Regions from separate parts of the Sus scrofa genome. Here all the other regions are linked to region 1. A link is a contact called in public HiChIP or PLAC-seq and promoter capture Hi-C data. All regions are on one chromosome and are shown on one strand. The core of a region is the stretch at or near the end of the contact, and the rest is flanking DNA. Distances in the headings are between cores, read along the strand shown.

The links. Promoter capture Hi-C pulls out the DNA fragments that hold promoters and counts their contacts. HiChIP or PLAC-seq counts read pairs in DNA pulled down with a chosen protein or histone mark.
Region 2: a contact with region 1 is called in a promoter capture Hi-C map of fetal skeletal muscle, with 2.6 times the contacts expected there. The contact joins the promoter of EIF1AD here to the promoter of LOC100511545 in region 1. A contact is called at or near these places in 1 of 5 promoter capture datasets (fetal skeletal muscle), 4 of 47 Hi-C or Micro-C datasets (embryonic fibroblasts, heart right ventricle and liver) and 1 of 2 datasets of contacts at active chromatin or transcription factors (alveolar macrophages).
Region 3: a contact with region 1 is called in an H3K27ac HiChIP or PLAC-seq map of alveolar macrophages. The contact joins the promoter of SIPA1 here to the promoter of LOC100511545 in region 1. A contact is called at or near these places in 1 of 5 promoter capture datasets (fetal liver), 15 of 47 Hi-C or Micro-C datasets (alveolar macrophages, blood, embryonic fibroblasts and 8 more) and 2 of 2 datasets of contacts at active chromatin or transcription factors (alveolar macrophages and skeletal muscle).
Region 4: a contact with region 1 is called in an H3K27ac HiChIP or PLAC-seq map of alveolar macrophages. The contact joins the promoter of SF3B2 here to the promoter of LOC100511545 in region 1.

The regions. Positions count from the first base shown.
Region 1 is chr2:6,483,688-6,491,482 of Sscrofa11.1, forward strand. LOC100511545 reads left to right here and starts at 5,166. Exons shown (of 6, transcript XR_002341440.1): 1 at 5,166-7,313. SNX32 (sorting nexin-32) reads right to left here and starts at 5,048. Exons shown (of 13, transcript XM_003122527.4): 1 at 4,570-5,048. The coding sequence starts at 4,605.
Region 2 is chr2:6,331,772-6,339,525 of Sscrofa11.1, forward strand. It overlaps EIF1AD (probable RNA-binding protein EIF1AD), which reads left to right and starts at 3,111. Exons shown (of 6, transcript XM_003353773.4): 1 at 3,111-3,937; 2 at 4,694-4,875; 3 at 4,972-5,080; 4 at 5,178-5,286; 5 at 5,458-5,508; 6 at 6,176-7,754. The coding sequence starts at 4,789. The coding sequence ends at 6,320. It overlaps BANF1 (barrier-to-autointegration factor), which reads right to left and starts at 3,555. Exons shown (of 3, transcript XM_005660673.3): 1 at 3,261-3,555; 2 at 2,427-2,565; 3 at 1,680-2,206. The coding sequence starts at 2,549. The coding sequence ends at 2,060. LOC106509306 (a long non-coding RNA gene) reads left to right here. Exons shown (of 3, transcript XR_001306720.2): 2 at 394-570; 3 at 1,208-1,526.
Region 3 is chr2:6,614,923-6,622,624 of Sscrofa11.1, forward strand. It overlaps SIPA1 (signal-induced proliferation-associated protein 1), which reads right to left and starts at 3,634. Exons shown (of 16, transcript XM_021082850.1): 1 at 3,529-3,634; 2 at 386-1,153. The coding sequence starts at 1,064. PCNX3 (pecanex-like protein 3) reads right to left here. Exons shown (of 34, transcript XM_021082830.1): 28 at 7,256-7,486; 29 at 7,009-7,112; 30 at 6,558-6,705; 31 at 6,228-6,458; 32 at 5,866-6,140; 33 at 5,388-5,531; 34 at 4,291-5,304. The coding sequence ends at 4,734.
Region 4 is chr2:6,291,973-6,298,992 of Sscrofa11.1, forward strand. It overlaps SF3B2 (splicing factor 3B subunit 2), which reads right to left and starts at 3,578. Exons shown (of 22, transcript XM_003122505.4): 1 at 1,491-3,578; 2 at 1,283-1,329; 3 at 905-982. The coding sequence starts at 1,623. It overlaps GAL3ST3 (galactose-3-O-sulfotransferase 3), which reads left to right and starts at 5,825. Exons shown (of 3, transcript XM_021082815.1): 1 at 5,825-6,036.

The sequences.
Region 1 (7,795 bases), core at 3,916-6,415:
CTTAACCCACTGAGCAAGGCCAGGGATTGAATGCGCAACCAACCTCATGGTTCCTAGGCGGATTTGTTTCCACTGCGCCACGGCAGAAACTCCTACATACTACTTTCAATAGTTTGTGGATTCTTTGGGATTTCTTGTTTATACAACCCTAATCTGAAATAGTGACTTCCTTTCCAGTCTTCATAGCTTTTAATTCTTTTTCTTGCCTTATTATATTTGCTAGGATCCTTAGTCCAATGCAAAACTAGTGATATGATTATAAAGGAAATCCTTGACTTGTTCCTTATCTTAGAGGGAACACATTTAAAATTTAATCCAGAAGATACCTTTAGATACTTTATCAGATAAATGAAGCTCTCTTCTATGCTTGGTTTGATAAATGTTGAGTTTTATCGAATTTTTTCTCCCTTTGTTCAGATATCATATGGATTTTGCCTGTCATTCTTTCTTTGTATGTGTGGAATTTCAATGACTGATTCTTTTTTTTTTAAGCTTTTTAGGGCCGCACCCGTGGCACATGGAGGTTCCTAGGCTAGGGGTCTAGGTGGAGCTACAGCTCCAGGCGTACGCCACAGCCACAGCAGCGCCAGATCGGAGCCGAGTCTGCGACCTACACCACAGCTCACGGCAATGCCAGATCCTTAACCCACTGAGCAAGGCCAGGGATCGAACCTATGTTCTCATGGATCCTAGTCAGATTCATTTCTGCTGAGCCACAATGGGAACTCCTCTCATGACTTTTGATATGTCATGTTTTCAAAGTGATTTTCAAAGAGTTTTAAAATTTTTTCTAGTTACTATCATAATTTCTTCTTTTATCTATGACTTATTTAGAAGCTTACTGCTTAATTTCCAAATATCTTGGAATCTAGGGTTTTTTTGTTTGTTTGTTTTGTTTTTTGTTTTGGCTATGACCGCAGTATGCAGAAGTTCCCAGGCCAGGGATCGAACCCAAGCCATAGTAGTGACAATGCTGGATCCTCAACCCACTAAGCTCCCAGGGAAGTCCTAGTTATCTTTTTGTATTGATTCTTGGTTGATTCTCCTGGATCAGAGGTTACATTTTTTCTTTTTTCTTTTTTTTTTTTTGTCTTTTTAGGGCTGTACCCATGGCATATGGAAGTTCCCAGGCTAGGGGTCATATCAGAGCTATAGGTGCCAGGCTACACCAGAGCCACAGCAACGTAAGAACCAAGCCATGACTGCAAACTACACCACAGCTCACAGCAACACCGGATCCTTAACCCACTGAGCAAGGCCAAGGATCAAACCTGCATCCCCATAGATCCTAGCTGGGTTCATTACCACTGAGCCACAATGGGATCGAATAGGGGCTGTAGAGGTCACATTTATATCTTATTTCAGCTTTTAAAATTTGTTGATACTTGTTAAAGCTCAAAACATAATGTATTTTTGTAAATGCTTCATGTACACTCAAAAAGAACGTTTTATGCAGTTGTTGGGTATAGAGCTATATACAGATCAATTAGATCAAGTGACTGATCACATTATTTAAATCTTCTAAATACTTACCTTTTTTTTTTTTTTTTTTTGTCTTTTTAGAGCCGCACCCACAGCATATGGAGGTTCCCAGGCTAAGGGACTAATTGGAGCTACAGCTGCCAGCCTACACCACAGCCACACCAATACCAGATCTGAGCCATATCTGCGACCTACACCACAGCTCACAGGAATACCAGATCCTTAACCCACTAAGCAAGGCCAGGGATCAAAACTGCAACCTCATGGTTCCTAGTGGGATTCATTTCCGCTGCGCCATGACAAGAACTCCTTACCTTTTTTTTTTTTTTAATGACCACACCCAGGGCATGTGGAAGTACCAGGGCAAGGGGTCAAACTGGAACTGCAATTGCCAGCCTACGCCACAGCCACAGCAATGCAGGATCCAAGCTGCATCTGCGACCTACGCCACAGTCTCAGCAACCAGATCCTTAATGCTCTGAACAAGGCCAGGGATTGAACCCAAATCCTCCTGGATACTAGTTCATAATCCGCTGAGCCACAGTGGGAACTCCCTGAAGTGGCTTTTTAATCTTTATAAAATGTTCCTCTTATTTCTACCGATACTACTTTCTTACAGTCTACTTTGAAATTAATAAAGCTACACCAGGTTTTTTTTTGGTTAGTGTGCTCATGGTGTATATTTTCCACTATTTTTTCAATATTTCTGAGTCTTTATAAAGTATGTCTCTTTTACCAGAATATAGTGTCTTTTAAAAATCCAATCTGGGGAGTTCCTGTCTTGGCGCAGTGGTGAACGAATCCGACTAGGAACCATGAGGTTGCGGATTCAATCCCTGGCCTTGCTCAGTGGGTTAAGGATCCCGTGTTGCCGTGAGCTGTGGTGTAGGTCGCAGACGCGACTTGGATCGGGTGTTGCTGTGGCTCTGGCGTAGGCCAGCAGCAACAGCTCCGATTAGACCCCTAGCCTGGGAACCTCCATATGCCGCGGGTAGCAGTCCTAGAAAAGGCAAAAAGACAAAAAAAAAAAAAAAAAAAAAAATCCATTCTGGGTGTTCCCGCTGTGGTGCAGTGGGTTAATGATCTGGTTCATCTCTGTGGTTTTGATGGTTCAATCCCTGGCCCACCACAGGGGGTCAAGGATCTGGTGTTTCTACCGCTGTGGTGTAGGTCGCAGCTGTGGTTTGGATTCGATCCCTGGCCTGGGAACTTCCATATGCTGTAGGTACAGCCGAAAAAAGAAAAAAACATCCAATCTGATTTTTTTTTAATTTTTAATTTAAAATTTTTGCTTTTTAGGGCCACACCCCTGGCATAAGGAGGTTCCCAGGCTAGGGGATCAAATCAGAGCCGTAGCTGCCGGCCACAGTCACAGCAATGCAGGATCCGAGCCGAGTCTGCAACCTACACCACAGCTCACGGCAATGCTGGACCCTTAACCCACTGAACAAGCCCGGGGATCGAACCTGCGTCTTTACGGATGCTAGTCAGATTCCTTAACCACTGAGCCATGAAAGGAACTCCTGCAAATGTTTGTTTTTTTAATTGCAGTGTTTGTTCCAGTCATCACTACTGTAATTACTGATACAGTAAGCTATAAACCTGCCATCTTGCTTTTCATTTTCTCTTTGTCTCATCTATTTTTTGTTCTTTTATTCTTTCTTGACTTCTGTTAGATTACTCAATTTTATGTTATTTCACTTTTCCTATTATATTTAGATATTCATTTATTATCCTTTTCATTTCTCTGTACTTAAAGGAGAATCTTGAAGAAGGTAATGCTTACTCAAGAGGACAAGGTCTAGTAGTACTTTCAGAGTCTGGCACCTACAAAGGTTGAGGGTGGGTGCATCCATCAGTCTGGTAGTCCAGTACATCCTCGAAACACAAACCATCCCATATGATGACAGCCATAGTAATATAACAGCAAACATTTATATTTGTTCTTCCTCTATGCCAGGCACTGCTCTAAGCACTTTATATACATATTAACTAATTTAACCATGAATATGAACACAGATAAACAGTGAAACAGATGCTGTCTGTTCCATACTTTGTGTCTCTCAGCCGCTTTCACCTCTCCACAGTGCACTTGAACCCCAATTTTTTTTTTTTTTTTTTTTTTTTTTTGCTTTTTAGGGCCACACCCATGGCATATGAAGGTTCCCAGGTTAGGGGTCTAATCAGAGCTACAGCTGCTGGCCTATACCACAGCCACAGTAATGCCAGATCCGAGCCGCATCTGCAACCTACACCACAGCTCACGGCCACGACAGATCCTTAAGCCACCGAGCAAGGCCAGGGATCCCACCCGAAACCTCCTGGTCGGATCCGTTTCCGCTGCACCACAACAGGAACTCCTGAACCCCATTTCTTACTTCTTGGCTTCTCTGACACCCCCAGGGCAGGCTCTCCCTTTGCCCAACTGCCCCCCTGCCCCCCCGCACACATAACACACAGTCTGGCTCATTGGTGCTATAGGTCCCCAAGTCCCCTGTCTCCTTTCTGTTTGGTAACTGCTTGAGGGAGATGGGACTTCAAAGATGGACCATAGCTGCTCCATCCTGTCACAGCCCACTAATGTACATGCCTCCAATCCCTAAAAGTGAGCACTTCTGTACAACCATTCCTGGTACAAGAATGCTCAGAAACTATTTGTTGACTGAGGTGAGGTGGAAAGAATTAATGGCTTTACGATTATACAAACAGATACGCAAGTGAAGCCATCATTTCTGAACAGGATTCCCCACACTTTGGGAAAAGAGGAAGGCACTCCAGCCCCTTCTCAATCCTTAACATCCTTGCCTTTTCTTTCCCATTAAACCAGCATGACTCGGTCCTGGGGAGGGGAGAAGTAGGAGCGATGGGGCCTTTTCTGTTAGGGCAAAGGTAAAGATGCCTTCTTTGGCATCCTCACCAGTCCCCATGCAGATGCCATAGAGGCGCCCCACCCCTTGCTCAGGTCTCTTCTTTCTCTAGCTCACGCGTGCGCGCGAAAACACACATCACCACCACTCCCTGACTGGGTAGCACTGGGTACCACGGAGTGAGGGGAAGGTTGGGAGGGGGTTTGCATCCTTTCTCTACCTTGCTCTCCTTCCCAGCCTCTTGATGCTCCTCCATCACTCTCCTCGACTATAGCACACAAAGATGCCGCCGCAGGCCACTGCCCGCGCGCTCCCGCAGTTTGGTCCTCGGTAACTCGCCTGGAGGAACAGACTGAGTAGGGACCCTATCTGATGACGGTGGCACGCTCCCCTCCCTGCCCAGGAGTCACCTGGAGTAGGGCGTGGTTCCCTCGCCTTTCTCTCGCAGCCGCGCCTTTTGATTGGGTAGCAGGTTTACTGTGCGGGACGCCATTGGCTGTAAAGCCTGTCATTCCCTTGCCCAGGTCCCGGCTTTTAAGGGGGCAGTGGGGAACTGAGAGGGCCGGGGACAGGCGACAAAGTGGGTACTGGAGTCGGGGGGGGCTCCAGGGTCGCAGAGGTCTCGTGTCACGTTAGGCCCCGCCTCAGGCTTGCGGGTTGCCGTCCTCCACCGCTCTGGGCCGAGGCTTCCAACGGCCTCGCGCGGTCTGCGCGTGCGCACTCGCCCAGTCTCGCGCCCTCTAGGCGGTGGGCGGGGCGGCGGGCCAGCGGGCCGGGTGGGAGGCGGGGGGTGGGGGGTGGGGGAGACGTGGTGGGGGTGGCGGACTAGGGACGAGGGTCGGGGCTAATGTCTGTCAAGAAAGGGGTTCCGTTTGTCTTTCCTCCCTGGGACATGAGGGAGTGGAGGGGTAAGCCGCACAGGGCAGCGAGGGGGCGCGACAAGACCCGCGGCCAGAGCCCCCGAGGCCAGGCCTGGGCCCGCGGGCGGTCGCTGCTGGAGCCAGGAAGTAGAGGGGCGCAGACGACGCGAGAAAAATTGTGGATGCCCTGGAACGGGCTCATCGTGATCGGGAAGAGAATGGAGCTCCTGGGTAGAAATACGCAAAAGCCTAGGATGTGGGACCCGAAGCTTGAGTCTGAGGACTCGAGAGTGGAAGATGTGGAGAAGACAGCCTTGAGAGGAAAATCAGGCCGGAGTCAGGGTGCGAGACGAGGGCACAGTGTAGCCAGTGCATTACAGGCTTCCGCGGGTTTGGGGAAAGAGCGCTCAAAGAAGATGTGGGGAAAGCAAGAAGTCAGACACAAAATCGAGGCTGAATCTGAGAATGCCGGGACAACGCCAGGGCCTAGGAAGGGGTCTGGGTTTAAAGAGAGGTTGAACTTTACTGGAGGGAGGACCAGTGGTGAGGACTTGAGATCCAGAGGCAATGACCTAGGGCAGAATGAGGAGGAGCTGAGGTCTGGTGGAGAGAAGCTGAGGCTGAGTGGAGAGAAGCTGAGGCTGAGTGGAGAGAAGCTGAGGTCGAGTGGGGAGAAGCTGAGGTCGAGTGGGGAGAGGCTGAGGTCGAGTGGGGAGAGGCTGGGATCGAGTGGGGAGAGGCTGAGATCGAGTGGGGAGAGGCTGAGGTCGAGTGGGGAGAAGCTGAGGTCGAGTGGGGAGAGGCTGAGGTCGAGTGGGGAGAGGCTGGGATCGAGTGGGGAGAGGCTGAGATCGAGTGGGGAGAGGCTGAGGTCGAGTGGGGAGAGGCTGGGATCGAGTGGGGAGAGGCTGAGATCGAGTGGGGAGAGGCTGAGGTCGAGTGGGGAGAGGCTGAGGTCGAGTGGGGAGAAGCTGAGGTCGAGTGGGGAGAAGCTGAGGTCGAGTGGGGAGAAGCTGAGGTCGAGTGGGGAGAAGCTGAGGTCGAGTGGGGAGAAGCTGAGGTCGAGTGGGGAGAAGCTGAGGTCGAGTGGGGAGAAGCTGAGTTCAAGCAGAGAGAAGCTGGTGTTTAGGGGAGAGAAGCTGGGGACTAGTGGAGAGGATTTGAGATCCACTGGAGATCAACGTCCGTCAAGTATAGAGAAGCTGGGATCCAGTAGGGAGAAGCTGGAGAGTAGTGGAGAGAAGCTGGAGGGTTTAAGAACGGGGAGCATACAAGAAGAGAAAGTTGAAAACATGGTAGAAGTTACTGATGATGAAAGATTGATAGAAATTGTGGATGCTGAGATGGAAATGCCTTTCAAAAAGGTAGAGGAGAATGATGAAGAGCTAGAAGAGACTGAGGAAGGGGTGGAGGCTGAAGAGGATGCCTTAGAGGGAGTGAATGATAATACTGATGAATCTGTTTCTATGGAAGAGAAAGAGAATATAGATGAAGGTACCAGTGAATGAGACGGATGAAGGATTTAAGCTAAAGAAGGAAGGAGAAGCAGATAGGGAAAGTATTACAAGTCAAAGAGGAGAAATTAGAGCCAAGCAGGTTATTGATCCTCAAGGGGTAAATAGGAGAGAGAAAGGAGAGCATCTGAGCCTAAGAGGAGAGAGAGTAGGATTGAAGAGCTACTGAGAGTGAAGGCAGAGACCAGGACCAAAGGAAGTGGAGAAGAGTCATAAAGAGGGAAATGGAACATTTTGAGAAGAAAGAGAAGACTTGTTAGTCTGTTGATAAGAAGAGGAAAAATGGACATTGGTTTCTTGGAAAGGAGCTATGACTCAGGAGCTTGAAGGGAAACAGTTGAGAAGTGGATTCAGGATGAGCTAGGTTTTAATTTAACACGTGACTGGGCTTATGAGACGTAGGAGAATGCCTAGCGAGAAAAACAGAACATCGCAGCAGGGCTGAGGGCGGGGTCATGAAGTTGTGGAAGAAGATGTGGGCTGCTGTAGACAAAGTCAGTTTCTGAAGGAGGCCACTAAAGAAGAAGGAGGGACTCTGAAGTGACAAAAGCAGAAGCAGAGAGAAGAAAATAAAGAAGTGAAGAAAAAAAGTAAGCAGCCCAATCCCATAGTAGTGATGGGGTTTATCAGATTTTACAGTTATTTCCTCCACTGTTTCTGCCCTCTCCTTTCCCATGCAGTCCGTTTTACAATCTAATGGGACAGACCTCTCGAGGGGCCCTGTCTATCTGGACCAGTTGTATCCAGAATGATTGCTGGGCATCACTATTTTCACCACTTCACCAGCATCACCATTTCCACAAGTTCCTCTTATCTCCACGTCAACTTTGAATTGCTGATACTCCATTTGAAGTTGGTCTCAATCATTTTATTTTTTTTTTATAATATCATTAATTTTTTTTTTTTTTTGGTCTTTTTTTGCTATTTCTTGGGCCACTTCCGCGGCATATGGAGGTTCCCAGGCTAGGGGTCGAATCGGAGCTGTAGCCACCGGCCTACGCCAGAGTCACAGCAACGTGGGATCCGAGCCGCGTCTGCAACCTACACCACAGCTCAAGGCAACGCTGGATCG
Region 2 (7,754 bases), core at 1,861-4,360, 150 kb before region 1:
AACCATGAGGTTGTGGGTTTGGTCCCTGCCCTTGCTCAGTGGGTTAACGATCTGGCATTGCCGTGAGCTGTGGTGTAGGTTGCAGACGCGGCTCAGATCCCGCATTGCTGTGGCTCTGGTGTAGGCCGGTGGCTACAGCTCTGATTCGACCCCTAGCCTGGGAACCTCCATATGCCACAGGAGCGGCCCAAGAAACAGCAAAAAGACAAAAAAATAAATAAATAAATAAATAATAAAAAATAAAGGTACCTTGAGGGAACTTTAGATGAGCAGTTTCTCTATAATAGAGCTAAATTCACCAACTTTTTGAAATCTTTCCCTACCCTGAAACCATGGAAATCTCACATTACCTCAATTTCTGTATTTATCACCTGTCATTTCTCTCTTCACTAGACTGTAAAGCTGAGAAAAATTCTGTAAGCAAGTAGTTCCTCAAAGATGCCAGCACTGCATCTGATCCTTACGACCTCATCTCCAGGTGGGAAAACTGAGTCTCGGAAAGGCCAGGACTCTCAGTGTTCATGAGTTTTTACACTACGTTCTGAAGACCACTCTGGCTGCTTCCTAGAGGTAAATCCACACAGGTTTCTCAGCCTCTCTGAGCCTCTAGTTTCCCTGCCAGTGAAAGAGAAATAACTGTTTGTTATTTTAAAAGGAAAAAAATCTGCAGGAGTTCCTGTTGTGGCTCAGTAGGTTAAGGATCCAACACTACAAGCTGCAGTGTAGGTCACAGATGTGGCTTGGAACCAATGTTGCAGTGGCTGTGGTGTAGGCTGGCTATAGCTTTGATTCGACTCCTGGCCTGGGAACTTTCATATGCCACAAGCGTGGCGTTAAAAAAAAAAAAAAAAATCTGCAAAGATCTTAGCTGTAGACCCCGTTCACCTTAAACAATCAACAACTAACAGGTCAGAGTTCCCACTGTGACTCAGCGGTAACAAACCCAACTGGTAGCCATGAGGCTGTGGGTTCAGTCCCTGGCTTCACTCAGTGGGTTAAGGATCCTGCGTTACCATGAGCTGTTGTGTAGACTGGCAGCTGTAGCTCGGATTCAACTACTAGCCTGGGAATGTCCATATGCCATGGGTGTGGCCCTAAAAGACAGAAACAAAAAAACACAGAACAGGACAAATATGCACCAAATAGAAGCCTAACTCACATTACCTGAATTTCTGTATTTATCACCTGTCACTTCTCTCTTCACTAGACTGTAAAGCTGAGAAAAATTCACCCACCCACACCCCCGCTGCTCCCGCCTAAGCCTAAGAGAACAGGGCAGATTGCAAAAACCCTGTCCACTCCTACCGGAGGCCAGGAGAGCACATGACGATTATCAGGTAAACCCTCGCCCACATCTGGTCCACCCTTTTCCTGGCAGCGCTGACTCCAACTGTCTTCCACCAGGTGCTGCCTAGCCCAGCTGACCACGCTGACATCTGGAACACCCCAGCCCACCTGGACCCCAGGAAGGGATCAACCCACACCCTCTCCCACATCACTAAGGGATTGAGACACTCCGAGGCACCTGGCCCAAGGCCCACGTGGCCAGGATGGCTGCCCTCTGGAGCCAGAAGCTGCCGGTTTCGACGTGCACTGATAAGGAGTGTGGCAAACCTGGCCGGGCCCTGGGGAACAGGGAGCTCCCAGCCCACCTGCTTTCCATGGACAGAGCCCAGGCATGAAGGCCACTGACTTTATTGATTTAGAAAACTTTACAAGGACAGGAACTGTTCTGCCAAAAAGAGGGCCAAACATGGCATAAAACAGATCAGAAGTGAGGGTAGGGGTAAGGGCCAGGACCAGGAATTCACTCAGAAAAGCTGGTAATTGCTGACATGAAACTGGCAAGGAAAGGAGAAGGGAGATGCATGCAAGTGTGAGAATTCCAAAAAAGGTGACATGGTGAGGGGAGAGAACTCCCAAAAGATGCTGGAGTACGTTGGAAGTGCACACAACAGCAATCTTTTCCTTTGTAGAGGATGGGGGAGGAGTCCTGGCTTGGCTGCAAACTCTGGAGACTCAATGCTGGGGCTTGGGGTCGGGGGCTCCCCGGAGGGCATCACAAGAAGGCATCACACCACTCCCGGAGGCACCCGAAGCAGTCCCGCGACTGCTTGGCATTGGCGCCACACGTGTCCTTCAGCCATTCCCGGAAGAGGTCTTCATCTTTCTTGAGCACCAGAAACTGGCCAAGGACCACATAGGCCTGCAAGACAGGCAGAGGGAAGGGCATGCTGCTAGGTGCTCTGCGGACCAGGAACGAGGCCCTCAGCCTAGGAAGCAGGGCCGGCTCTGGCTAGCCCTGCAGAATACATGCCACTGCCCACCCCCAACGGGTCCACTCACTCTCCTCCCGCCCCAACTGCCAGGAAAGAGCCCAGCAGGCCATCCTCAGCCCTCCCCAGCTGCACGCAGCCACCCCACACCTTGTCAAAGCCCCTTTCCTCCAGCTTCTTGCCCAGTACGTCACCAATCCCGGCCAGGCTTCCCACTGGCTTTTCCCCCATGGGCTCTGCCACGAAATCTCGGTGCTTTTGGGAAGTTGTCATCTTGATCAAGCTTAACCTGAGAATCCCAAGAAAAGGCAGGTTAGGGCTGAAAACCCGGGAACTCCTGAGGGCCCACTACCAATCTCACAGTTAAGAGGACGCTCGACCAGTCATCGCAGAAGCTTACTCGCTTCTCCCCCCACTTCACGGACGAAAAAAGCGAAGCCTAAGGAGTCTTTTCCTCACTATTCAAAAGAGAAATCTCTTCCACTCCTTGCAGGAGCTGGTTTCGGTACCACCCCAGAGGCAACACTATCTTGCTCTAACAGGTGGCGCACGCAGAGCAGAGTCAAGATTCCAAGAGTCTGTCAGGACCCAGGGCTCGCCCTGAAATTGTCACTCCTCGGTGACCTTGGCTGGGCCCAAGTGGCACTGACCCTGCCTGCAACGGCTACCTGGCCCGTAAAGCAAATGAAGGACTCTGTCCCACCCGGCCCGCCAGCTAATCACAAAGCAGAAGCGAAGCGGCTTCTCCAGCCCGGCGGGCTGCACGCCAGGGCTCCCGCCGCGCCCCACGCCGCCGGCCCCGCCCCCAGCGCGCCGCGCCCCGCCCCCTCCCCGCGCCTCTGCGCTCGCGCGCCGCGCCCCGGCCGATCCCTCTCCGAGGGCGCATCCTCTGGCCCGCCGCAGTGCTTGAGGCGCCTTTCCCCTTCTCTTCCCCGCGCCTCCGCCAGTCTCCAGCTTGGGCCCTGCACCGCGGCTCGCACTCACCCGCAGCTCCGGTTCCCGTAACGGCCTCTCCCGCCACCCGGCCGCTCCTGCGGATGCCTCGACCCGCTAGAACTTTCGCCCCACTTCCGCTTCCGGGTCGCCTCAAGAGCCGCCTTAAAAAAAAACCCAAAATTACATTGGGCACCTCTAGCCGCGTGAAGTCATAGAGTTGAGATTGGGCCGGGGTTGAGGGGGCGGCGCGCCAGCGTGCGTTTAGGAGGCGCTCCTTTCCGGTTGCTTTGCGGGAAGCCGGGCAGCTTTCTGTGGTCTCACTGCTCGGGAAATATTTCCGGTCTGAGGGAGCAGAGGCCTGGGAGGAGAAAACTTTATTTCTCGGCGGCGCGACATTTGGAACTTAAGGATTAAACGTGGCCTACTTGGTGGTGGGAAGAATTAGAGGAGCGGACAAGGAGGGAGGTGTGGCTGGGAGGCTTCCGAGAGAGCGCCGGAAGTAAGGGGTTTCCTCGGGCCGGCGCGTGCTGTCTTCCTCGCCGTCCGGCTTGTAAGAGACTTGAGTCCAAGGGGTCTTCACCGGCGCGACCGCCGGCAAGTCCATTTTCTGTGCGCTCGTTGACTCAGCTACAAAGCGAGTCGTTGACGAGACGTGTTCAGCGTCCAGCCTGGAGAACGGGGTCGTTCCGCTTCAGGCATCGCCCGTGGGATCCGAGGGCCAGAGAGTAAGTTTGGGTTTCTCTCACTGAGCGTCTTTCCTTCGGGGTAGGAAGGGAGGAGGGCAGGCAGGGGACGGCAACTAGAGATGACACTTCGGCGTTTCCTTTGGAAACCGGCCGTCTTCTGTGTGCGCATCAGTCCTCGTCTTCTCAGTACCCAAATCATAAACAGCAGATGCCAAAGACCATGTCGGCCGGCCCTGACCTTAGTTAACTTGTTCCTAACTTGAATTCTTCTCCCTGGTCCATGTCTGTGGTATGTTGAGAGATTGAGCATCTGTTTGTGTGGCTGTGCTACGCTTGGGATGTACAGGCATACCGAAGAAGAGTTTATGTGATTCTTTCTCCCCCTGGTTGCCAGAATGACTTGTTTTCCTGAAACCCGTGTTTAGTTTTTACCGTTGTATTTTTAAATTTGTTTATTTGTTTTGGCCGTGCCTGCAGCACATGGAAGTTCCCGGCTCAGAGATTGATTCTGTGCCACAGCAGCAACCTGAGCCCCTGCAGTGAGAATGCCAGATCCTTAACCTGCTATGCCACAGGAGAACTCTTGTCACACGAGTTGTTTTTACGTGCTTTACAGTGCTAAGTGCTTTGCTTATGCTCATTCTTAGAGCAGTGCTCTAAGTTAGCTATTGTTTTTCTCTGAAGTCTAGAGAAATTGAACAGTCATGAAATACCCAAGGTGGGATTTGAATGCAAGTAGTTCTCCTTAACCTGACACTGTGTCCTCCCCAGTAAAAGGTCCCTCCCCATCTTTAGAATAGTCCTTCTGAGACTGCCATCCAAGAAACTCAGGGAGAGGAGCTGACAGTCTCTGCATCCCTCACCCCCACCCTGGGACAGGACCCAACAACATGTCTCAGGCCACCAAGAGGAAGCACGTGGTGAAGGAGGTGCTGGGGGAGCACATGGTGCCCTCCGACCGGCAGCAGATCGTCAGGGTGAGTGGCACTGGGGTGGGGACAGGGTGACTGTAGCTCAGCAAGGGTTGCAGCTGGCTGATAATGCTGACTGGTACTTGGTCTCTTCTGGACCAGGTGCTCAGGACCCCAGGGAACAATCTGCATGAGGTGGAGACAGCCCAGGGGCAGCACTTCCTGGTGAGCATGCCCTCCAAATACCGCAAGAACATCTGGATCAAGAGAGGTGAGAGAGGCAGCCCTTTAGGAGACCAATTCTGATAGCCTTGGCTTCCCTCTCTGCCAGCAGGGCTGACTTCCCTTTTCCTTTTCTCTGTCTGTAGGGGACTTTCTCATTGTTGACCCTATTGAAGAGGGAGAGAAAGTGAAGGCCGAGATCTCCTTTGTGCTCTGCAGAAATCATGTGCGCGCTCTACAGAAGGAAGGGCTCTGGTAGGGTGAGCCCCTTGGTCACTGGCTGCATGGCTTCTGAGGGACCGACTTCCTAGCACTGGAATTGGGGGGAGGGGAGGTCCCAGTGTCCCAGGCTGGATCAGCTGGAAATAGCTTTTTTGCCCAGAGGTTTCTCTGTCCTTTCTGACCTTGGCTCTTCTCTTGGCACAGGCCACAGGCCTTCTCCGAAGTGGCTGAGAAACACGATGATAACAGTAACAGGTGAGGCACAAGTCTCAGAGCAGGAAGCCAGAAAATGGGGCTTCTGGCTGTGGTGCCCTGAGGGAAAATAGAGCCTTCCTCCCTTCCTATGCAGGGGCCGTGGCAAGCGCTTTTACATATGTGGTTATGCACATGGCTGGAAAGTCATGTCTTCTTCAAATCCTGGCTTTGTCAGTTCTGAGTAACTTTAAGCAGGTTAATCTCTTAAGCCTGATGTCATTGCCTGTAAAAATGGGAGCTTTGTAAGAATTACAGAGGCTGTTGGTTCTAAAAGTGCTTAGTATACTATCTGGTAAGCAACGTGGGTTCATTGAGTGTTAGTTGGAGTTGATATTATTAAAATTAGTAGCTCTAGGAGTTTCTTGGTGGTACAGGAGGTTAAGGATCCAGCGTTGTCACTCTAACGGCTTATGTTCCATTCCTGGCCCAGGAACGTCCAAATGCTGCAGATGCAGCCAAAGAATATGTGTATGTATGTATATTAGTAGCTCTAGAAACCTTTATTTAGGCTTGGGGGTGGAGAGGTAGTTATTAGCCTGTTTCGCTCTGATTCGCTCCCTGTTTGACTCATCAAGCCACATGGTCCTCCTTTTTGTGGCGCTCCTTGATAGAAGGTCTGGTTTTCCTAGAAGGCATTGGGCTAACTCTGTCCATTTCCCTCACGCAGACAGACTCAGCCAGAACTCCCAGCTGAGCCACGGTTGTCAGAAGACAAGTCCAGCTCTGAAGATGATTCTGACCTTTTTGTTAACACCAACCGCAGACAGTATCATGAGAGTGAGGAGGAGAGCGAAGAGGAGGAGGCAGCCTGAGACCCCGGACCCACTTCTCCTCTGGCTGAGACTCGCCCTTGGATCCTCTGAGCTTGGACATTCCCAGGGTGCTTTGCAGATCTTTCCCCCTGGATGGGGACAAGGCAGGGCCCCTCTCTGAACTGACCTTCTGACATGGGAGAATTAAACCCCTGGTGGGTGGTGACTTAAGCTGGTGTCAGAGTGGCTCTCTGGAGGGAGGAGGGACATGTGGGTAAAAACGGCCCCTTTGGGAGTTCTCTGATGGCCTAGCTGGTTAAGAATCGGACCTCACTTCTGTGGCCCAAATCACGGCTGTTGGGCGACTTTGATCCCTGGCCTGGGAACTTCAGCTTGTTGCGGGCAAAGCCGAAAAAACCCAAACTGCTCTTTGGTGGTAACCTCATGGGCAGGAATGGCTGGAATCTTTCCTAGGTTTCCTCCGCTCACTGGGCTCTTAGTAAGTGCCAGGCCTGCATGTGCTTAAGAACTGGGAGTGTCCCCTTCCCCCATTGCCTGCTTGCAGTTAATGGCAGTGTAGGCATTCAGGATCACAGTGGGACTTGGTGCCCACCTGCCTCCAAGAGACACTCAGGGAGAGTTTCACAGTGCCTCGCAAGCTGCTTTCCCCGGCTTTCTAGTCACATGATGCAGGAGTGCCCACTTCCCTGCTGCTGTGTACGTCTCCTGGTTGGTGGTTTCTTTGGCTACTCCAACCATCACTGCTCAGTCCCCTTGCAAACCACATCATCCCATTTCTCCTTGGAAGGTTTTTCCCTCTGACTGTACATTCTCTCTCCTCTTCGCTGGCATTGACCTTTTAGTCACTGCTCAGACATAGAGGTTTACCTCCTGGCTTGGAGTCTTCTACCCCTGCCTCTGATACTGTTTTCTGCATCCCATGGGTGGGCTGTTCCACACCATGGCCCCCTCGTTCCTTGATCTCCCCGTCACTAGTGCCCTTGTCTTCTATTCTAGGCCTGTTTCCTGTATCCCTGGTCACTCCGGACCCCTGACATTACTAGAAGTTGCAGTGCCATTTGAATCGAAACACCAGTGCCGGCGCCACCTCCTGGCTTTCTTGCTTACCCGCTCAGCTACTTCCTCTGCAGAAATTCTTTTTCGTCCTCCGGCCCTGCAACATTCTCACCATCATTCTCCTGTCTCCCCTCCTTGCGCAGCATCATTGCCCTGTGTCTGCACCCTGGACTCCCCCTCTCCCTCCATTACGCTCATTCGTAAAGCCTGCCCCTGGTCAGCCCAGTCACACACCTCTGTGCCTGAACCCAAGTAACTGTGAGGGAAGACCGCCGACCTGGCTCACTCGTTGGACCTTAAATTCATACTTGCAAACCACAGTGGCTGCTCAGCACTGCCCAGCAGGTCCAGCCTGGGATGTCTCACTTGAAGACTCTCTTGTTTGCCAGTTCCCCCTCCCCTTCTGGTTACTCACCG
Region 3 (7,702 bases), core at 2,384-4,883, 130 kb after region 1:
CCTCCCTTCTGGGCACTGATGACAACACGGTTCCCGGCTGCAGAGGTTCGCTCTTCACAGAACTGTCCATAGACAATCGATCCTGGCCTGCACCCGGCCTGCCCAGCTCTCAGCCCCCTAGCCTTGACCCTCCTGGGCTGGACGGGGCCCCCAGGAGAGCTGGCTTTTCAGCTGGAGTATGAGGATGAACCCGATGGAGGCAGAGGCGCATGATCCTGGCGGTGGGTGGAGGCTGGGCTTGGCCTCAGGGACGTGGTTAAAACTGGGCGGCCTCGGCCGGAGACAGAGCTTGACCCTTCACGTGGCCAGGGGCTGGCCAGGGAAAGGATGGCTCCCTGCAGGCGGCAGGGACCCCCGCCGCTCCCCACGGGCCTCCCCTCCTCACCTTTGCCGTAGAAGTACTTGCGGTAGTAGCCGGCACCCAGGTCTGCATGCTCCAGGCTGTAGGCCGAGGTCCGGCTCTGTGGCTCCTCCAGGACGGACACGGCCGCGTTGGGCAGCGCGGGGGGCACGGGTGGCGACACCGGTCCCCCCAGGCCCAGCTCGCCCTCACCCCCGAGCTCACTCACAAAGCCGGGCGCGTCAAGCAGCAGGTCCGAGCCGGCAGTCTGGTCCTGAGCCGAGGCCGGGGTCCCGGAGCCGGCCTCTGCGTGGCCCCCCTGCCCTCGTGGCCTCGGGGCCCAGTCAAAGAGCAGGCTCTGCACATCATAGTGGGCGAACCAGTGGGGCTCGGGCGCTGGTGGGAAGGTGGGCTCCGGCTCTTCGGCCGGCAGCCCCAGCAGTGCCAGCGGGTCGCTGAAGCACCGGGCGGGGGGCACGGCGGGGCGGCTGGCCTCCTCGTGGCTGTGGGCGCGGGCGCGGGGGCTGGCGGGCGTCGGGGGCCGGGCCTCGCCTGCATCGCTGCCGCTGCGCAGGAGCGGGCCCCGGGCCGGCCTGGGCTCGAAGGTTAGCGGCGTCAGCGGGGGCCGCGAGGGCTGGCGCAGCTTGCGGGCGAAGAGGTCGTCGGTGGGCGCGGGCGCCAGGCCCCGCCGAGGGCTCCCCACGCCACCTCCGCCGGCCCACATGGGCGTGCCTGGGACCTGGCTCTCCGGGTGCCGGGCCGCATTGGCAGGCACGGGGGGGTTGGTGCCCAGCCGGCAGGCCGGTTCCTGCCCTGAGAGAGGAGGGGGCTGCTCAGAGGGGCCTGGGGCGAAAACAGGAACCCGGGCCCCCAGCCCCGTCCTCCAGTACACGCTCTGGCTTCCGGCCTCCTCCGGGACCATCAAAGCCGCTTCCGCTTTCCTGGCCACTTCCTCGTCTGCCTGGGGCTGAGGTTTCCAGCCCCCTCCTCCAGCTTAGCGCCCGGGCAGGGCCGGGGGCCGGGCTGTCAGGGCCTTGGCCCTGAGGGTCCCGGAGCCTGAGTGGCCCCGGGGTTGCCAGGGTTCCCCTGCTCCCACTCACACACCTTGGCTTTGGTCTGAGCCCTGAGCGAGGGTCGCCACCAAGACCTGGCCCAACCGGACAGATGATCTGTCTCTGCTGGGACGGGAAACCCATGGGGCCGCTGGTGTCTGGGTCCTGCCCGCTTGACAAAGGGAGGACGTCCTGTCCCCAGAGACCTTCCTCCCTGCTCCTCCCACTTCCTCCAGGATCCCAGAGGCGCTGAGCACCCAGAGGCTGGGTTTCAGTGCCCTGGCTCCCAGGGCCTCAATACCTCAAGGACACAGGGGTTCCTAGGGGACACTGGCAGGGCAGCAGGAATGGCAAGAGGACTTCCTTCGGCACAGGAAGTGGCCCCAACTCTGGGCGCAGCCCCCTGTCCGGCCCCACATCCTGAGGAAGGTTCTGGGGTCACCGTAGCTCAGTCATGGGACCCAAGTCACCCTAACCTGAAGGTCAGGCCTTCAGGGCTCATCCTCCTGCAGGCTACTGTGGCCGTGCCGGCGGCCAGGGGATGGAGTCACCCTGACCAGGCCCCTTCGCTGGAACTGGGACTCATGGGGATGTCTGTCTCCCTGGCCTCACTGAGGCCGACAGGGAAGTCTGAACCCCACATGATGGTCCAGCTGAGGTCCAGATAAGGGGATGATGCTCTTGCCTGAAACGCTTTCACATCAGAGCCAGAATTTGAACCTGGGTCTGTCAATTTCCAGGGCCTAAACAGGGCTGTACCTCCCCACTCCTATCCCTGTATGTGTGGGTGGGGGGCAGGTGGGGGGTTGGGCCAAGGCTCAAGGTCTCACAGGATGTAAGAATGAGACACCCAAGGCCCCAGGGACCTGTGAAGTGCGGAAATGTGTCAAGCCCAGTGGTAGGTGCAAAGGGCGGTGTGAGAACGTGAGGGAAAGCCACCCCCAGGTGAACCCAGGATGGCGCTGGGGCAGGAGATGTGTGGGTAACCCACTAGGGGTGCAGGCACCTGCTGGCGGGTCTTTGTGCATCACCCAGTGACTGTGTGGGGCTGGGCTAGGAGGGGGCGGAGGCAGAGGCCCCAGGCATCCCTCGGCTAAAGCTCCAGAACCAAGCAGGGACAAAGCCTCCGAAGCTGAGTGTCTCCTCCCTTGGTTTCTCCTGGACAAGGTCCTGACGCTAACCCTAAAGTTCTGTTCTCTCATCTCTAAAACGGGGTTAACCATTCCTGCTGCCCCCCAGCACTGCTGGGAGACTGAAAGGAAGGTGAATCGAGCGCAGCTGGCCATGTGTTAGTGTGAGGTGGCAGAGGCAGGCCCTGGCTCCAAGTGCCCAGCTCCTGGGCCTGGACTGTGGTGTGGGTGAAGTGTGTGTGATAGGGGCGAGAGAGGACATGTGCGAGGGGGGTCTGGGCAGGGCCCCACTCCGGGTGGGCTGAGCTCTGTGTAGCTGTGCGGGCATGGCCTGTGGGCTGCCTCTTGTTCTGGCACAGTGCCAGGCTCTGGCCCTGCCTTAGGGGGTGTTCTTGGGCTCTGCCCCCCACCCGGCAGCTTCACACAGGGTCCATTGAGGCCGGGACATTCCTCGCGGCCTGTGTCACTGGGAGGAGGGGGCCGGCCGGCTCCCACAGATCCGGAAGGCCTGGCTGCCCCAGGAGGAGGCGCTGGACGCTTCCCAGCACATCTGGAGGTCATGACCCCACTTGTGCTGCCAGGGGCCGCGACAGATGTTTCCTCCCAGGCCAGGCCCGCGGTTGGGGGGCAATGTGCAAAGGCTGGGTAGGAGGCCGCCCAGGCAGAAGGGGAGCCCCAGGATAGGGGGAACCCGGCACACAGTCGGCAGGCAGCAGGGCAGTCGCCAGCGCCGCTGAGAGGGAGTCGGGAACCTTCGCATCCACTCACCCGCACGCACGCCGGTGGGGGCCGGGGCCATCGGGCAAGAGGGTGGGGGTGGGGCGCTGGTCAGAGGCAGGGGACTGGACTTGCTGACTTGGGACTGGAGCCCAGCGGGAGATTGGGAGGGTGCAACAGCGAACGAGGAGAGGACCCCCACCCACCCTCCACCTGGGTCCACACCAGGCCACTTCCTTCCCTGTCTGGCCCGACCACCGTGCCTCCGCACCCCCGCTCCCGCCGGTACCTCTGGGGCTCCCGCCCGGCCGCCTCCTCCCGCGCTGGGGTCCCGCTGCCTGCTCTCCCGCTACCGCTCCGGGCGCCGGCTCCGCCTGGGGGCGGGGCTATGCCGGGGGCGGGGCCGGCCCGGAGGGGCGGGGCGGGCCCGCGCCGGCCGCGGCGGGAAGCGCAGCGGGGCGGGCGGGGACTGCAGGCTTGGCCGTGGTCAGCCCCGCGCGGGGTTTGAGCGCCTGCCCTGAGACAGGCCCAGCCCAGCGAACTGTCCGACCTCAGCCCTCGGCTGAGAAACCGGAACAAGTGTACCTGCCTCCCTAACCGACTTGGGGCGAGGACACCGAAGGGTTCAGCTCCTGCCTGACACACAGCAAGGGCTCAGCAGGCGCCACTACTCACGAGCACCGGGTCCTGCTCTGCACACGCGCGCTCGTGTACCCTTAGAACCCAGGGGTCAACTATGTTATACTGAAGAAACTGAGGTTCAGAGAAAGGCTCTGGCCAGGGTCAAGGCTGGTAAGCGTAGGAACTGCAACTCTTTGGACGTTTCATGCTGAGACATGGAATGCAAACTTCAGATCAAGGCTTGAAAAGGGAACAGGCTCCTGAGGGAAAGGATCCCGTCCTACTTGAACCTCACCTCACCTTGGTCTAACCTTGACCCTGTCATAACCCAGACCCACATCCCTCATGCCCTCTTCTGTGCTCATCTACCCTGACCTAGCCAGCTCTTCTCCCCTCCACCCAAACGTCCCCAGATAGAAGAAACTGCCAACCAAAATCAAAAATAGTGTTATTAATTCTGGTGTCTCCGAAGCACGAAAAAAAAAAAGAAAGAAAAAAAAAAAAAAAAGAAACCTTCCCTTCCCACATATCAGCCCCAAGTCCAGGTCAGGGGGCTACCCCTGCAGGCAGTGCAAGCCAAGGCAGTCCTGGCCATGGGCTTGAAGGGGGACCAGCCCATGGGTTTGGCTCTTGGGCCTGGCTGGGAGGCTGCCTGCCTTTGGGAGCCCAGGCCCTGGATTAGGGATGAGAGATCAGGGGTCAAGGTCAGAAGTCTGGGCTACTCAGTTCTGGTGCTCTGGCTAAGGCAGCCAGAGGTCAGGGTTCACATGTGGGAGTCAAAGCCACTCAGTTCTGTGGTCCAGTAGAGAGACCCAAAGGCCAGGGGTCCAAGTTACTGAATCCAGGGCGAGGACCCAGCGGGAACCGGGCCACTCAGTACTGATGCTCCAGCAGGGGCTGGGCAGCTGGGCTCTCCTGCTCCTCAGCAGGCGCAGGCCAGTCGCCCAGGGCCCCCGTGGGCGTGCCACTCTCAGCAGCACTGCCATCCAGGCAAGGAAAGTCCTGTGCGGCTCTGGAGGGCGAGGCGTCGGTGTTGATATCCGGGCTGAGGCTGAGGTCTAGGGGCGCCTGGGGAGGAGAGAGAGGTTGGTGGGAGAGCAGACCTGAGCTGCCCGGGACCTGACCCTCCCATAAGAACCTTACCTGAGATTTGGGGGTGCTTCCTTTAGGGCTCCCTGAGGCTGGCTCCCCCTCGGATCCCCCTAGCCCTTTCCGACCCCCCAGGCTCCACTTCCCGCTGGGACCCTCAGAACTAAGGAGACCAGGGCCAGGGGGCCTTGAGGGCCTGGGACCCTCAGTGGGGGCAGGCGAAGCAGGGGACGGTCCAGGGAGCCGAGGGGGCGGCCACTGCAGCAGAGGAGGGGGACGCCCATCACCAGAGCCACTCAGGGAGGGCCTCGGGCCCCAGGCAGGGCCTGGTGGGAGGGGCTGGTCGCCGCCGCCTGTGGGAGACAGATAAGAGGCAGAGACCTTCGTGGGCCAGGCCTCCCTCCTCACTCACTGGTTCGCCCAGGCCCGGCCTGCTCACCTGCTGTGTTCTCAGGTGTGGGCTGTGCCAAGGGAGGGTTACTGGCAAGAGAGGTCAAGCCGCTGCCGCCGCCACCGCCGCCGCAGTCTGAGTCATCCACGTTCCCACCGCTGTTGCAGCCGGCACCACAGCCCTTGTGAAGCCTGCGGGAGGAGGCAGAGAAGAGACTGGCGGGGGTGGGGGCTTGGGAGGTGGAGGGGAGACGCAAAGGCCCCCGACCCAAGACAAGTCACCTAACATCTCGGAGCCCCAGGGTCCTGTTTCTAGAAGACTTTGCCGCCTGCCTGCCAGGGCTTTTGAGGAAAGCACTGAAGGCCAAAGGCCACCTTGAGCTCGGGCTGAGGGGAGCAGGGGGTGCAGCTGGATGGGCCCTGAGGGCTCAAGCCTGGCTCCCGCACTCCCTCAGTCAGACCCAGGAGGGAGCCTCTGCTTCTCGCCCCATGGACCTCACAAGCCAGTGGTGGGGTCGGAGCGCACCTTTCCCAGCTGTGCAGAAGCCAGCGGGCGATGGCGCCCAGGCTGACGGGGCCACCCCACAGCGCCCGCAGCTGGGGGTGGCTGCCGGCCAGCGAGGTGGTGAGGGGCGACACGTAGATGGGGTAGCCCAGCGGCTGGTCGCAGGAGGAATTGATCATGTTGCGGAGCGCCTGCTTGGCGTTCTGGATGCTGCCTCTCTCGGGGTTGCGGTTGCGCAGGAACACCAGCTCCTGCTGCTGCCCGGCCCAGAGGCCGCGCACACACTCACGGTTCACCTGCGGAGGCCACACGCCAGGGTCAGGAGGGTGGCCGGCCGGCCGGGCAGGCGGGGGCCGGGGCAGAGGAGAGCGGGGGGGCCTGACCTTGATGACGCGGAAGCTGAGGTGGCGCCGGTTGAGCATGATGATCTTGTACTCGTCGGAGGCGTCGTCCAGGACGTGGCGCAGGGCCAGCAGCGAGGGCGTGTTGCTGAGGATGGCGCTGCGCCAGGCCGGGTCGCCCTCGTGTGAGATGACCAGCCGCTCCTCGTTGGCCGCGATGGCATCGTACAGGGCGGCTGGCTCCTCGTACTCGTCTGGGGACGTGAAGTGGTCCTGCAGGGATGACAGGCAGGCTGAGGTCAGCAGCCCCCGCCTTGGGTCTGAGGCTCCACCGGCCACCCGGCCACCCCGCCTGGGTGCACCGCTGCCTACCTGGTGAAGCTTGAGGGCCATGCGCACCCCAGGTGCCACCACACGGTGGAGCAGGTCCATGTCGGCGAAGACCCACTCGTCGCGTGGGGAGGTGATGCGGAAGTCCCCCTTAAAGAGGGCGTGCAGGCCGTAGAGGAAGGGCTCCAGGCTGCGGAAGAGGAGCCGAGGTGACCGCCCAGGGCTCTGGGGCCCTGAGCTCGGGCTCTACACGCAGCAGTCGGAGCAGAGACCATGCTGGGCCTCGGTTTCCCCATCTTGACAAGGAGGTCAGCCTCTGCCCGTATCCCTCACGGTCAGAGGTCACAGCGGGGAAGCGCCTCGCCCATGGAGAAGAGCCACACTGAAGGAAGGACTGATGTGGCCTCCGGGGGCCGCGGTCAGAGCCCCCGAGCCCTTCGCGGAGGTGGAGGAGGGGAGCGGGAAAGGCCTGGCTGGACTTGTGGGGACTCACCTGGCAGACATGCTGTGCGAGGCTGTCCCCAGGGCCCGGCGGCCCAGCACACACAGGCCAAAACACAGCGTGACCAGCGGCGAGTTCCAATCCTGGTCCACAGGCTGCAGCACAAGGACCCCCGTCCCCAGAAGCCAGCTCAGACCTGGGCCAGGGAACTTGGGGTGGGGGCTGGGGCCCAGGCGAAGGGAGGCGGCGGCCCAGGGTAGAGGCGGGGAGGGCAGCCCCAGGGTAGGGGTGGCCAGACCTGGCCGCGCCGGGAGGCGCAGTACTGGATCCACTCCAGGTGCACTGCGCAGAAGGAGGGCAGCGAAAGGCCGGAAAGGCGGAGGTCGTAGTCCTCGTCCACGCTCAGCGAGAAGGTGGGGTCTGAGTCCGCATAGCCAGGCGCCCGCACAGGACGCAGGGCTGTCGCGATGCCCTCGTGGCTGAGCCAGGCCTCCAGTTTTGGGGAGCGGCTCACATAGTAGATGATGCTCTGTGAGGAGGGCTGGGGTCAGCGACTGGGGCCATGGCCTTGCCCTGGCCACTGAAGGAGAGGGCACCACAGAGAAGGCAGAAGTTGGCTTCCGAGGACACCCATCCCGAGTCCCAGCTCAGCTCCCTGACCCCCGTGGGCGGGTCTGCTCCGCTTCTCTCCACCAGGGAGGAGGGAGAAAGCAGACAGGAAGCACCCCTCCCCACGGAGGGTCCC
Region 4 (7,020 bases), core at 2,328-4,827, 190 kb before region 1:
CTAGCATCCATGAGGACACAGGTTCGATCCCTGGCCTCACTCAGTGGGTTAAGAATTTGGTGTTGCCAGGCGCTGTGGTGTAGGTCAAAGATGTGGCTCGGATCTGGCATTGCTGTGGCTGTGGTGTAGTTGACAGCTGCAGCTCCAATTTGACCCCTAGCCTGGGAACCTTCATATGCTGCAGGTGTGGCCCTAAAAAGACAGAGACAGAAAAAAAAAAAAAAGGAAAAAAAAAAAAAACAAAAAACACTCCATAGCCACATCAAGAAAGGAGAATTCGGGAGTTCACATTGTGGTTTACCAGTTAAAAAACCGATCAATATCCATGAGGACTCGGGTTCAATCCCTGGCCTTTCTCAGTGGGTTAAGGAGCTGGCATTGCTGCAGGTCATAGATTTAGCTCAGATCCAGAGTTGCTGCGGCTGTGGTGTAGGCAGGCAGCTACACCTCCAATTCCACCCCTAGCCTGGGACCTTCCATATGCCACGGGTGTGGCCCTAAAAAAAAAAAGGAAGGAAGGAAATAAAGAAAGAAAAGACAAGAAAAGAAAAGAAAGAAAGGAATCAAATCAGGGAGGAAGCCCTAATTTGTCACTGAATAACATGGGAACAGTGTGCTGGGACAGCAAAAAAAGAGGTTAATTACTTCTACCTGGAGGAGGATGGGACGATCAAATTAGGCTTACAGATATTTAAGTTGAACTTTGAAGGACCTGTAGGATTTGGAGGAGCTGTCACAGCAAAGGAAGCAAAGATGAGGACCAAGGGAGAACTGAAGAGTTCCCAATTCTGTCATCACAGTACCACCCAAACTGCTGGTTGCAACCTCCAAACACACACTCCATATGAGAGGAGGGGCTACTCTGGGCAAAAAGGGATCCTAACAAGTGGGAAGACCGCCCTACCTGGGCTGACATAGGAGGGGGAGCAGCTTTGTCCCCATCTTCACCTCTCAGAACAGGCCGACTCAGGACGATGCCAGTCTGCGAAAGAGAAAGGGCTCCAGGTCAGTCCAAAAGGAGCTAGCTGTTCCGCTAAACAATGTTCGCTCGTGTCCGTTCGACAAAATTTACCCAGGGTCTGTCTGCCAGAGCTCAGACGGGGTTCTGGGGGGGGACCAGCATGTACAGAAACGATTACAACAAAGAAGACAAGAAGAGACAAAAAGAGCAAGACCTCACTCGCTGTACCGAGATACATCAAGAACGAAGAACGAAGCGTGAGGGATCACGAACCGCCTCCTCCAAAAGCTCGGCCTATCCTGACATCCCACCAACACTTACCTGGCGGGTGTAGGTCTGCAGCCTTTCCACCAGCTCCTCGCGACTCCCTGCTGGGCAAAGCACAGGATCAACGGGGTAAGGCAGGCGGAGCAGGCCCAAGTCAAGCCCCCGCCCCCCCCAACTCTTCCGCCCCCGGGTCTCCGGGGTAACCAGCTCCGCTTCCCCGCGGGCCTACACTTTCCGGCCCTTGACCACCCGTGCTCCTCACCCTGGATTGGAGCGCCGATCTCCGCTAATTTGGCCTGAAGCTCCTGAGCAGCCCAGGCACCATAATGCCCAGGAGGCGGCGGCGGCGGCAGCTGCAACTCTCCTTTCGGAGGCTCGGGATGCTCGGCCGCCATCTTAGCCGCAGGAAGGCGCGCGACCCACCCGGAAGCTCGGGCCGGCCTCCCGGCCCGCTTCCCGGAACTTCCGGCAGCGCCATACGCCACGTCCGCTCGAGGCTGGTTAGGCGGACCACCCTCTGCGATTCGTCAATGGTCCCTAGGCGGCCTGGCCGCGAAGCCTTCTGGGAGTTGTAGTGCGCAGATCACGGTCTTTGCGGGCTCAACAGGATAGGGCCTCTGGGAGGAGGGTGGTCCGTCGCAGTACCGGGAACGCTGGGGGCCGGAGCCGGGGTGGGACTGTGGGGACCGCTGGTCCGGAGCGGAGGATGTGCTTTCTGCGTCTCGCTGACCGCTGCGCAGACCTCCCCGCCTCCGGCCCGACTCCAGCTCAGGCGGGAGAGGCCCAGGCGCAGACGTTCCCGAGGACTCATTCCCCGGGCGGCCGCGCGCTGTGGGCGCCGGGCGGGAGGTTGCAGCCGATGCCTGGGATAAAACAGTGTCTGATTGTCTGCCCGCCCACTCCCGGCCCAGGCTTGGATGAATGGCCTGAAAGGGAATCGGAGCCGGAATGGAGCGGGCCCTCCGGGCTGAGCTCCAACTGCCGACCTGGGGGAAGGGCCACACTAAAGACCCTTTTTCCACCTTCCCGGCTAGCTCAAATGTCATCTCCTAGCTCAAATGTCATCTCCGCTGAGCCATCTCCTGCCGCCTTCCTTTCCTGCTCTGGAGCTTCCATAACACGTCCAAACCTCCGTCATTTGTTTTAAAGTCTTTCTTGCCCCTTATCCACACTTCCAACCCCAAAGAAATGAGTCTTGGAGTTCCCATTACGCCTCAGCAGGTTACGAACCTGACTAGGATCCCTGAGGATGCGGGTTCGATCCAGGCCTCGCTCAGTGGGTTAAGGATCCAGCGTTGCCATGAGCTGTGGCAGCTCAGATCTGGTGTGGCTGTGGCACAGGCCAGCAGCTGCAGCTTCGATCTGACCCCTAGCATGGGAATTTTCATATGCTGCAGGTTCAGCCCTAAAAAGTAAAAAAAAAAAAAAAAAAAAAAAAAAGGCATGAATCCTTTTTACTGTCTCACAGTACCTGGCGTTAAAGAGGCGCTTAATTGGAGTTCCCTTCATGGCACAGTGGTTGACGAATCCAACCAGGAACCATGAGGTTGCGGGTTTGATCCCTGGCCTTGCTCAGTGGGTTAAGGAGCTGTGGCATAGGTCGCAGACGTGGCTCAGATCCTATGTTGCTGTGGCTCTGGCGTAGGCCAGTGGCTACAGCTCCAATTAGACTGGGAACTTCCATATGCTGCGGGTGTGGCCCTAGAAAAGACCGGAAAAAAAAAAAAAAAAGAATCGTCTTTATGGCGACAGGATAAACTCAGGCCCTTTTCTTTCCTCATCCCTAGCAGCCTACTGGCGCAGCTGACCCTGCCTGGTGCTCCCCTGCCCCACCAGTGGCCTGTGCCCCTTATGTGTCCGCCTTCACGTCTCCCTGTCCTAACTACTTCCTGCCTTTGCCACTAGCAGTGAGGTCCCTCTCCCATTCTAGCTCTGCTCTCTGACAGCCAGGCTTACCTCGCGCGCGCGCACGCGCGTGTGTGTAGGTCTCATTATCCCCATACCCCTACACTCCTCAGATCTCTCTACCATGCCCTATTTCACCAACCATCCCCAAGAGGAATACCTGGGAGCAGGGAAAAAAGAATGAGACGTCAGGTCCAGGGAAGGTGAGATTTAGGAGAGACAAAGTAAAGGACTGGGCCACGAAGCTTGCTTACATCCTAACCCTGGCTAGGAAATTCTCTTTGCTCCTGCCCGAACCTGGACTCTTCCCTTTTTCATCACTACCACCACCCCAGTCTCCTGACACTCCCAGAAAAGACAAACCCAAAAAGGAAAGAACAGTAGTGCCTTCCTCTCCAGCCTGTCTGCCCAGACAGAACCATTCCTGACCCAAAGGAAGTGTCCTCCTGGTCCCTTTTACTGGAAAGCCACGGCAGGTCATCTGAAGCCAGGGGCCTCCACGGCACAGGTTATGTGCTAAGGAAGAGGCTGGGGGTCTCAGAGGCAGGATGAACTAAGGGCTAATGGCTGAGGATGCAAAGTAACCAGGGCCAGAAAGGGACAGGCCAAGTGGGGCCTCATTTTACCATAAGAGCCCTAGGACCCAGACAGGATAGGACCCCCCCACACCCCCAGTTGTGCAGAAGGGAAGACTGAGGGACAGAGAGAAACTGACATGCCCGAGGGGCTAGACTGGGACCACGAGCAGTTCTCTGGACTCTGAGGGTCCCCAACCCTTCTCTGCCTTAACAAAAACACTCTCATGATACCCACCTGTGTGGGTCTGGAATGGAATCCACCCAAAGCTGGCAAGCTCCAGGATGCTTGCCATACCAGGCCAAGAAGGCGGGATAAAGCAGGGGTTCATGAGAACCACATAAGTAAATGTGCAGCTCTCGGGGCCTGGTATGACTTTGGGAGGTGCGGCTGCTTGGCTTCCAGGTGGTTGGAGCTAAGTGCTAAGAAGGCAATAGAGGAGTTCCCGTCGTGGCACAGTGGTTAACGAATCCGACTAGGAACCATAAGGTTGCGGGTTCGGTCCCTGCCCTTGCTCAGTGGGTTAACGATCCTGCGTTGCCGTGAGCTGTGGTGTAGGCTGCAGACGCGGCTCGGATCCTGCGTTGCTGTGGCTCTGGCGTAGGATGGCAGCTACAGCTCCGATTGGACCCCTAGCCTGGGAACCTCCATATGCCGCGGGAGCGGCCCAAGAAATAGCAAAAAGAAAGAAGAAAAAAAAAGAAGGCAGTAGAACATTCAAGACCCCTCTCACACAAGGTTCAAGCAGCGCCTTCACATTTATCACCTCTGCAGTCTCTGAACAGCTCCAAGAACAGCTCCCCACTGTAGAGCTGGAAGCAACCAGGCCCACGGAGTTGCTTCTTGACTCTGGAACTTAAGTTCAACCAGGGTAGAACCTGAGTTCTCTGACTCCTAGCACAAATGCCCAGGCAAGGGTCCCAGGCCCACTAAAGCTCTGGTCAAGAGTGAATACATTCTTGGAGTTCCCGTCGTGGCTCAGTGGTCGACGAATCCGACTAGGAACCATGAGATTATGGGTTTGATCCCTGGCCTCGCTCAGTGCGTTAAGGATTCGGCATTGCCGTGAGCTGTGGTGTAAGTCGAAGACGCGGCTCGGATCTCACACTGCTGTAGCTCTGGCGTAGGCCAGTGGCTACAGCTCCAATTTGACCCCAAGCCTGGGAACCTCCATATGCCGTGGGATCAGCCCAAGAAATGGCAAAAAGACAAAAAAAAAAAAAAAAAAGACTGAATGCATCCCGTCATGGCTCAGTGGTTAACAAACCCAACTAGTATCCATGAGGACTTGGGTTCAATCCCTAGCCTTGCTCAGTGGGTTAAGGATACGGCGTTGCTGTGAACTGTGGTACAGGTCACAGACAGTGATTCGAATTCCACGTTGCTGTGGCTCTGGCGAAGCCCAGCAGCTACAGCTCTGATTTGACCCGTAGCCTGGGAACCTCCATATGCTGCGGGTGCGGCCCTAAAAAAGATAAAACACACACAAAAAAACAGTGAGTGGGTCCAAGGTTCTGTTCACTTCAGTGGCACAGGCTCAATCCCTGGTCCAGGAACTTCAATGTGCCACTAATGTGGCCAAAAAAAAGAGAGAGAGAGTGCATCTGGATTCCTGCTGGAGAGTAGGAGGGGTCAGCCGCAGGGCTCAGCCGCAGGGGGCTGCCTCAGCAGCTGCACAGGAAGGGGTCCAGGGCGTGAGGGCAGAAGGGCCCAGGCCTGATCTGGAGCAGTGCTGGAGATGGAAAGAGAAGAGGGTAGGCGCACACAGTGGGTACTTGCACATACACCTGTCTCTACCTCCCCCGGGACCTACCACCCCAAGGATGGCCAGTGGGGCACAGGAATGCCCAGCAATGCCAGAGTACCCAGATACCTTTTAGGCCTCAGTTTCCCCTTCTGTAGAGTGGGGGCAAGGAGCTGGCCGCCTTGGTGTCCAGCCTCTACAAGGTTCCAGACTCTGCAAGGGTGCTGAGGAAAGATGCCCGCATCCGAAGATGCCACTCGGAGTGTTCCCCGGCAGCCTGTGAGTCAGGGCTGCCCCCTCCCCTCCCCACTCCTCTTCCCCTCCTCCTCCCCTGCTCGCCGGCCCCCGCCCCCGCCCCGCCTCCGCCTCCGGTGTGTGCGATGGGGGGCGGGCGGCGGGCAGAGCCAAGAGCGGAGAAGCTGAGCCGACACTGCCACCTGATCCCATCCAGGCGCGGAGAAGCGAGCGACCAGCACTCTGCTCGCAGGGCCCCCAGCGCCCTCGGCCGGAGAGCGGATTTCGCGGCAAGGATTGGGAAGTAGCGGCGACCACCCCAGCCCGGGTCAGGCGGAGCTCGCTCAGCGTGAGTACTGCAGCGGCCGGCCGGCCGGCCGGGGGCGGCAGCGGCGGGGGTGGACCGGACCGGGGATGGGGGATGCCGGCTGCGCGGGAGAGTCGCGGGGGGCAGCGCCTGAAGAGCACGAGGAAGGGGGCTCTTTGCCCGGCCGCGCAGCGGGAGAGGAGGTGGTGAGAGAGCGAACCTGGCCTGTCCCCTATGGTGGCCAGGTCCCAGTGACTGGATCCCTAGGGGAGGGTGGGATAAAATTGAGGGGATGGGGGCTGGGAGGGTGGCGAGTAGCGATGGAGAGAGGAGGATGAAGGGAATTCAGAGGCAGAGATGACGTGGGTACGCATGACAGGAGAGGGGATGGGGGCGTGGGGAAGGCCTGGTGCAGGTTAGGGGCAAGAAAAGGAAGGCTAAGAGAAAGGGGAAAGAAATTTGATCTCCTGGGCCACTAATTTGCAAACCTCCCCCTCAGCCCGTGGCCCTTTCATCTGTAATGCACTGGGCAACGTCCCTACTCACTGGGCTGTGCCATCCTTGATAAGGATAGGGCCGCCCGGTGGTCCAGCCTCAGATCTGGGTGGGCCAGGCCAAAGCGCCCTCCTCCTCTAAAAGCACCAATAGCAGCCCCCGAGCTTACAGGGAAGAAAGGGGCTCAAGCAGGAGTGGGTGGGCATCCAGGCTGGTTTTCAAAGCTTTGGCTACAGCTGAGCCATTTCTTCCTCGGTTCCCAGGAGAAAGGAAAGCAATTTGCAAAACGGGGCAGCAGCCCAAGGTAGATTGTTCTGACTAAAATTAGCACTGATTTTCTGATGAGGCTGGTCTGGGTGGCTGAGGGGAGCCCCCGAAGACACAGGACAGGCTGGGGAATAGTTTGAAACCCGTGAGGGGCAGGAGCCAGGGGCCGCTGCTCTCAATTCTGGCCCCAGCAGAATGCCACCCACCCCGCACCAACCTGGAGACAGGGGGAAGCCTGGCCCCAGGCAGCCCCTTCCTGGGCGC